Regions from separate parts of the Rattus norvegicus genome. Here region 2 is linked to region 1. The links are chromatin contacts, called in public Hi-C maps. All regions are on one chromosome and are shown on one strand. Each heading gives the region's core, a stretch centred on a gene start, on an enhancer-like site or on the middle of the called end of the contact. The rest is flanking DNA. Distances are from core to core; before and after follow the strand shown.

Region 1 (3,776 bases), core at 26-2,525:
TATTAATCTTGGCTACTATTTCAGGAAAAAACACTTTCTCAAAACTTCATAATCTCAAAAAAAAAAAAAACAACAACTTCATAATCCATACAAAAAGGAATCTAGTTTGATCTTACAACAAATATACCAGTGCATTACGTAAATTTGTTTAAATGCAAAAACAAATTTAAAAAAGCAAAACCTAACCAGTCTATTTTCGTCTTGAGGAAAAAAACCCTAACAAAGTCTCAGTTGGACCACTCAGAGATTTCCACTCCTAAGTACCACAAACTGAAATTCTTTTATTGAATTTCTACCTACAAGCAGACTTGTTTCCCCCATAGCACGCTACCAAAATTATCAGTATCCTGCCAGAACATAGTCGTTTAAGACCACTAATGAAACCCCACAGAACCGCAATCCAAAATGCCAGTCATGATTCCTGTAAGGTCCAGAAAATTCCAAATTGTAGTCCCAGGCCACGGAAACAGTCTACCCAAAGGACTCCAAGAATAGGATGTCCTCATGAACGCGATCAGTCACGACCTCCGTGACACCACATGACCGTTCTACGAAGGCAGTTCTTAAAAGTTAGCAACTGAGATCGCCCCTCTCTCTCAAGTTAAAGGAGGCAGGGCTACTGAGATGCGCAGGTCGGCTGCTCCGTGCCACCCCGGGTCAAGTGCTTGTCTTTCGCTACTCCCCTTACCGTGAGCAGATCAGAGAGGGAAGAAAAGGAAAGTGGCCTCCAAGGATGGGTTTAGGGAAGAAGGGAGGGGCAGCTCCGTGTGTGGTGACCATTTGTGAACACGTACGGTGGCGCGAGGGCCCAAAGAACGAACTATGGGAGCCCATCGTGCCGGCCGCCATGATGGCCTGCCAGTGAGGCCCAACATTGGGCCTACGCGCCAGAGATCGGATCAGCTACCACTCCTTCCTCGGCAGCGTAATCCCTCCGCTGAAGGCCGCGCACTAATTTTAATCACGCCCCGCCCCCTAGCCTCTGGCGTCACCTCCGTCACTCCTGCGTTTTCCAGCAGCTTCCAGAAACGTCCCCTCCCCCGTCTTCCTCACTCACACTTTGCAGGCTCTGTAGCTATGGGCCCCGCCCTGCCGCAGTTCCCACTGCGCCTGCGCTTGGGCAAGCCACGCCTCTGCGGAGCCTGCCGGAAGTGCCCTCGTCTTCCCCTTCCCCTGCCCTGCCCGCGTGCTTTCAAGCAGGGCTCTCTGCAGGAAAGTGTTTGTAGGGTAGTTCTTTGGCGGCGGACTCCCAAGCGGAAGTTGCTTTCCTTGCTGAGACGGCTGTGGGGGAGGAGCCGTCCGAGGGAACGTGGGTTGAACGTTACGGGTAGATGGTGTGGATCTCAAGCTGGAACAGGAGTTCGGACTCATTGTATACAAAGAAGTGTGCTTCGGGCAGGTAAGGGAGCCAGAGTTATTTCCTCGGGAAGTAGAGATTGGGACGGCTGGAGTGCCCGGGGGTGGGTTGTTGGCACGCTGAAAGGATGGGGTAGGAACAAGGGTCTGGTGGGAAAGGTGGAGAATGGAGGTGCAGACTGGGTCTTTAGGGTCCGTTTAGGTTCAAAGAGGTAAACGCTGAACAGAAACCAGAGTTTATGCCCGTCCAACGAAGAGCGTGGAGAGGGACTGGGTAACGGAACACCGCGCTTCTGGAACTTACTTCCTTGGTTGGCTTTTGAAACTCACTTCGCGTGGCCCTATCCGTCTCAAATTCGGGAAGCTGGGTTGGGTACCAAGCAGAAAGAGGCTTAGAAAAGTCTACCCCTTGCCTGGTTTAAGTCTATTGGCCTTGGCCTTGACAGTTCATATGTAGAGCCAAGAGGTAAAGCGCCGACGGGTACCAGGCCCTTCTTCGAAAACCTGTAGTAAGTTTTTGCACATGCAATGAATTAAGTTTAAATCCCTCTCCTGATTGACTGCTAAATGGACCTATTCTTGGCTAATACCTTCCATTAGGATCTCTGGAATGTTAGTGACTTACCGACGTTGGTGAGGGGAAAGGGGGTTAGGTAAGAGGAAAAAAGTGCTGGAGATGAACACTGGAAAAACTTGGTTGTTCTCCTTCTGATATAAGCTCGTGTCATAATCTTTAGCATGTATTGAGCTGTTTGGGTAGACTTTTTTATAATCAAGTTTGAGCAAATAGGTGGTTTGAAGCAGAGATGTCATTGTGACAGTGCCATAATGGAAAGAGAAACAGGTTCGAAACATTTCCAAAGCATCGTCCACCAGTTTAGATAACGCCTACTGTGCAAACATGAGAGCGGTGAGAGTAGACGACACGAACTTTCTAGTCTGTATTTGGAAGCCCAAAGATGCCAAAATTTAGGTACTGTACAGATTACACTTGGAGAAAAGGTAATGAAGATAATTTATTCCTAGACAAATTGAAATTTGAGAATCATCCCGGGGTTTTGTATATAAACCAGTGCTTGGAAGACCTGGAGAGTCTACTTCTGGTATTTTAAACATAAGTATTTGGGGAGAGGGAATTTCTTAACATTTGTTTGGTGTTTCTCCTACTAGCTTACTGGGTTTACTCCCTTCCTATCTCTCCTTTCCTTCCTTCCATAGACAAGGTCTCATTCTATACCACTGCCTGGCTTGGCATTCACTGTGTAAAACAGGCTGGCTTGGAACTCACAGAAATCTGCAATAGGTCTACTCAAAGAGATCCATGCACTGGAATTAAAGGCTTAAAGGCAATGCACTACCATGCTTGAATGTGCCTTGACTTCTTTGTTGACACAGCAGACATGGGATCAGGAAAGCGGCCTTGAAGGATTCTCATTTTTACTCCCATATTGAGAAAGAACCATTCCAGGCAGTTTTCTAGATCCTCAGGTAGATAAAAAGTTTTATCAACACCTTTTTCAGGAGCCTGCAGGTTTCTCTTCTGAGAATGAATGCAGAATGACAGAAGGAACACATCTATTTCCCTCAGAGAGAAGTAGACCAGATGGTAACTAACTTAGGTGTTAGCATCTTGTCAGCCTGGCTTTATTTTCTTCTTAGAACAAATCCAGGTGCATAGCTTAGGGTTTTACCACCGAAGCACATTGACTTTCCTGGGTTCTGTAATTCTCTAGGTTATGAGTAGAACCAGCTAACAGTTGTGGGTTCTTCAGCTTCTGGAAATTGAAATTCACTAATACCTACCTCTCTTTGTCTGCTTCTGTTTCTCTGTCTTTCTGTCTGTCTGTCTCTGTGTGTATGTGTCTGCCCGTCTGCCCCCCCCCCCCCCCCCCCCGTAGACTTTGAGTTCATTTGTAGCTGAGGCTGGTCTTAAATTGTACCTGCTTCCTCTTCCCAATGGGATACAGATTTTTTTCAAGCTGCATGTATATTTTTTGGAATTATTTCTTCTCAAGAAAGGTGTTTCAGGGGCTGGGGATTTAGCTCAGTGGTAGAGCGCTTACCTAGGAAGCGCAAGGCCCTGGGTTCGGTCCCCAGCTCCGAAAAAAAAAAGAACCAAAAAAAAAAAAAAAAAAAAAAAAGAAAGGTGTTTCAGGCTTTTCAGCTCGGACAGAAAAGCATAACTAGTTTTTTGAGGCAGGATTCCTCTGTAGACTAGGCTGGCCTCAAACTCATGGAGATCTGTCTGCCTTTGCTCCTAGTGCCTGGGATTAAAGGCATGGGCCACAATCACCCAGTACATAACCAGTTTCTAAAAGTGAATCTGTGAGCCAGAGGTTCGAGAATTTAGCATCTCCTTAGCTAACTTACCTTTGCCTCACTCTTTTAGGCCTGCTTTTGTTGTATTTTAAGTCCATATT
Region 2 (3,976 bases), core at 1,194-3,693, 180 kb before region 1:
CCCCACTACTGAAGTGACCAAGAAGGCAAGGGGGAGGGGCACTGGCACTGAACTGTAGGGTTGGCAGGTGGCTGAGATCTTGCTGTGTAGCCTAAGCTAGCCTCTGCTTCAGGATCCTCCCACCTTGCCCCAACTCATGAGCTGGATCCAGCTTTCTTTTTCTCTCTTGTACATTTAGCCCAGGCTAGCCTTGACTTCAAAATCCTCCTGTCCCAGCTTCCCAAGTGCTCCGTTAGTCTAAGGCTTTACCATTGCCTCCCGAATCTTAGAGAGCCAAGGTTAGACTCCCAGGAGAAGAGTAACTTGTTTCTTTTCTTTTTTTCTTTTTTTCGGAGCTGGGGACCGAACCCAGGGCCTTGCGCTTTCTAGGCAAGCGCTCTACCACTGAGCTAAATCCCCAACCCCGAGTAATGTGTTTCATGTTTAAAGATGACACTTGGCTTTCTAGCCACCCCTCCAAGATAAATATGCCATCAGCACCACACACTGCACTCCCCAAAACTGCCACAAGCAAAAGGCCATGCTGGGGTGTGACTGAACTTGAGTCAGTATCAATTGTGCCGTGTGCAAGGAAAGTGGGAAAAGAAACAATCATCGCCCAAACTCAAATAGCAGAGAGGAGGCAAATGCACTCATCACAATAGGGCACCAAATTCCACCAAGCAGGGTGCCTCTTTCCATGCACTGAGTCTAACCATCTCAAACCAGTTATTGATACAAAGATATAGTCCAGGCCCCAGGGGCCATCTGCCTCCTGAGCCAGAGGCAGCCAGTGTGAAGTAGAAACAACTGAAAAAGGCTACAATTTTCATGGTTTGTAGCGGGACTGCAAGAGCAAAGGCTACAGATACGGTTGGAATTCCGCAACTTCTAGCTCCTCTCTCTGCTTTGACTGTGAGTGAAGTTTCCAACTGCTCGCAGCCTGTTTCTCCAGCTATAATGTAGGGGTAGCAAGACCAAGAAGGGACGGGAAGCTAAGAGTTATCCGCACACTCGACTCAGATCAGCGCCTAGGGAAGAGTCGGCCCACACAGACTCCTGGTTCCAGGGTAGCACAGCTTTAGGCTCTGTCTGAGAACCATCATTTTGCTTTGTGAAACAGACTCTTGTCCCTTGGCTAAAAGTTCTGCCTCCCTGTACTGCAACTTCAAAATACATGTTTTTAGTTGACAACACATGCTGATGAATCAGGTGGACAAAAGGCTACATTTATGCTAGAGGTAAAAATACAGATTTCAAGAAAAATATAGAAATTTTTTAACATTTTAAAACATATAATACTTTTAAAAATGTATTTATTTGGAGGGTGGAGAGATGGCTCAGCAGTTAAAAGCACTGGCTGCTCTTCCAGAGGTCCTGAGTTCAATTCCAAGCAACAACATGGTGGCTTACAACCATCTGTAATGGGATCTGATGCTCTTTTCTGGTGTGTCTGCAGACAGCTACAGTATCTTTACATGCATGGATATATTGTTGTGTATGCCTGTGTACCATGTGCATGTTTGCTGCTTGAGGAAGCAAGAAGAGACTGTTGGATCCTTGGGACTGGAGTTACACGTGGCTTTGAGCTGCCATGTGGGTGCTGGGAACCAAATCCAGGTCCTCTTCCGGGGCAGCCAGGGCTCTTAACAGTTGAGCTAACTCCCTAGTTCCCCAACTTATTTAATCAAAACGTATCCAGCAGAAACATCATTGGTACCGCCATTGAAAATTCCCAAAGTTCCACTCTGTCAAAACTCCACGTTACTCATATGAAGTAGATCCTATTTTTGTAACGATAGAAATCCTGAGAACATTAATAAACCAACATAAAGTACCCGCTTTTTTTTTCTTATTTGTTTGTTTATTTATTATAAGTACACTGTAGCTGTTTTCAGACACAGATGCAGAGTGCATCAGATCTCATTACGGATGGTTGTGAGCCACCATGTGGTTGCTGGGATTTGAACTCAGGACCTCTGGAAAAGCAGTCAGTGCTCCTAACCACTGAGCCATCTCTCCAGCCCCAGTACCCGCTTTTTATGCCTAGGGCCTTCAGCATGTTTAACCTTCATAAGGTGTTGGGGGTGGGGAGAAGAGGAGAATCGGTTTTCCAAACAACTTCTTGGGGCTTCTGAACGATAGCCATGCTATGTGTCAAGTACGCCTCCAGATTTTAAATTCTGCCTCTGTAAATTATTGTCGTCTTTGGGGTGAACAAGAAAAGGGAGACAGAGCCTGGTTCCAGTTTCTCGGCTTCACTGGAAGTGAGCCTCTATTTAATGCCTTCAGAATCTGCCCCTGCCTTGGAGCAACAGACAAGTATGTGCCGCTCCCTCCTAAACAGGGAATGGCTAGAACAAACAAAGATTGGAGATTTGCTTTGAAGCTTAACATCCCCAGAGCCAAGCTTCTCCCAGGCACCCAAGCTCCAGGACGCAGAGCTCCCTCCTTTTAACAGCTAACTTATTAATTCCAGGCTGCGTAGGTTTTGACTGAAGGTCACGTATCTGCTTTTGACCTTAGTGCTAGTAGGAATCCTATGGGACTCCCAAGTGGTCAAAAAACAAAAACAAAATGAAGTCGCCGCGATCGTGCTAATTAATAATGGTAGTAATATCCCGGGTTTCTTGTTTTCCTGGTTTTTTTAATCCCTGAAGGCTTTGAATTACTTTCGCAGACCGATAGTTTAACCCCCTGCTGACCTGTAACCGATCCGGGTGCAGAATATTGCCCTGTTGTTGAGAATACAGCCACGCTTGGCTTGTTTAAGCACGAAGACAGACACATACTGAAACTCGGTGTAAATTTCAGGTAGGCAGGTTATAATTACCCACTTGAAACCAAGCCAGGAAGTGAAGTTAATACCCTCTCCTTCATGAAAAGCGCCCAGGCAACTTCTGGACCAGAGACAGCTCGAAATTTCACCTCCTCTAACTCCGGTTTTCTAAGCCTGTGTGGTACCTATATTTGGAGCGGGAAGGCATTCTATCTATGGGGATGGTCGGGGCACTCGTACACACTTCAGAGTGTTCAACAGTCACACTACATGCCTGAACACATACGTGCCTTCCAATGTAACAACTGAAAATATCCCCAGACATGGTCACATGTCTCCCGGAGTGGGAGTGGGGCGACATCACCCCAGGTGTAGCTCTGGTGTAGCTGCACACGGTGGTGAGGCCGGGGGAAGATGTTAGTAGAGACACACTCATTCTTTGGGTTGCTTGAAGAACTCATGCTGAAAGAGGCCACTGCCTGCGACCTTTAAGATTGAAACTATGGTTTATCCCCTCACACATACAAATGGAAGAACTCGGCCTACCACAGGCTCTCACAGACCACCGTCTCCCTAGGGTAATTCTTCTGGGTGTCCAAATACCCCATAGTGGCTGTGATAGCTTCTACTAAGAGTTCTGGGGGCTGGAGAGATGGCTCAGTGGTTAAGAGCACTGATTGCTCTTCCAGAGGTCCTGAGTTCAATTCCCAGCAATCACATGGTGGCTCACAACCATCTGGGATCTGATGTCCTCTTCTAGTGTGTCTGACAGCTACAGTGTTCTCATAAAAAAAAAAAAATTAAAAAAAAAAAAAAAAGAGTTCTGGGACAGCCTCTCTAGCCCCTTCAGTGGGCCCTACCTAGCAGCTGCAGGGAGGCCTCCAGACTGTGGTAATGTGAGCTGCAACCGTCCCTGACCACAGCCTGTTCTTGGCAGCATCAAAACACAGACCCCCCAAACAGGCCCTCAGAGCCAGGAGCCTCCCTCCCTGCCCAGCACAGGCCGGCAACCCCAGACGTCCCAGAGTCCACGAAAGTGAACAGTTTACTCTAAGAAATGTATTTGACATTACAAACCCTGCGGCATACATACAAAATAATGATTTTTTCTACTTTTTGAGATTTTTAGACTTAATAGAAAACCCACACTAAGAGTCAAGGATGATCTCAGCAAACTGGCTACAAAACCTGCAATCCAATCCTAGTAGCCGGGAGGTA

Evidence for each region. A called contact is a pair of places that touch in the nucleus more often than the background predicts.
Region 2: a Hi-C map of liver shows a contact between it and region 1, with 2.9 times the contacts expected there. The contact joins the enhancer-like site here to the promoter of Uspl1 in region 1.

Annotation. Positions count from the first base shown.
Region 1 is chr12:10,884,152-10,887,927 of GRCr8, reverse strand. It overlaps Uspl1 (ubiquitin specific peptidase like 1), which reads left to right and starts at 1,275. Exons shown (of 9, transcript NM_001198555.1): 1 at 1,275-1,399.
Region 2 is chr12:11,063,293-11,067,268 of GRCr8, reverse strand. The region is part of intron 1 of LOC102554603 (a long non-coding RNA gene); the gene reads right to left. Among named protein-coding and RNA genes, the nearest start is that of Rpl35al1, 44 kb to the left of the region's middle. Within about 2 kb of position 2,443, at least 2 of the 93 cell types and tissues checked have an H3K27ac peak or open chromatin away from gene starts, as enhancers often do. A contact at or near this core is called in liver, where this site is marked.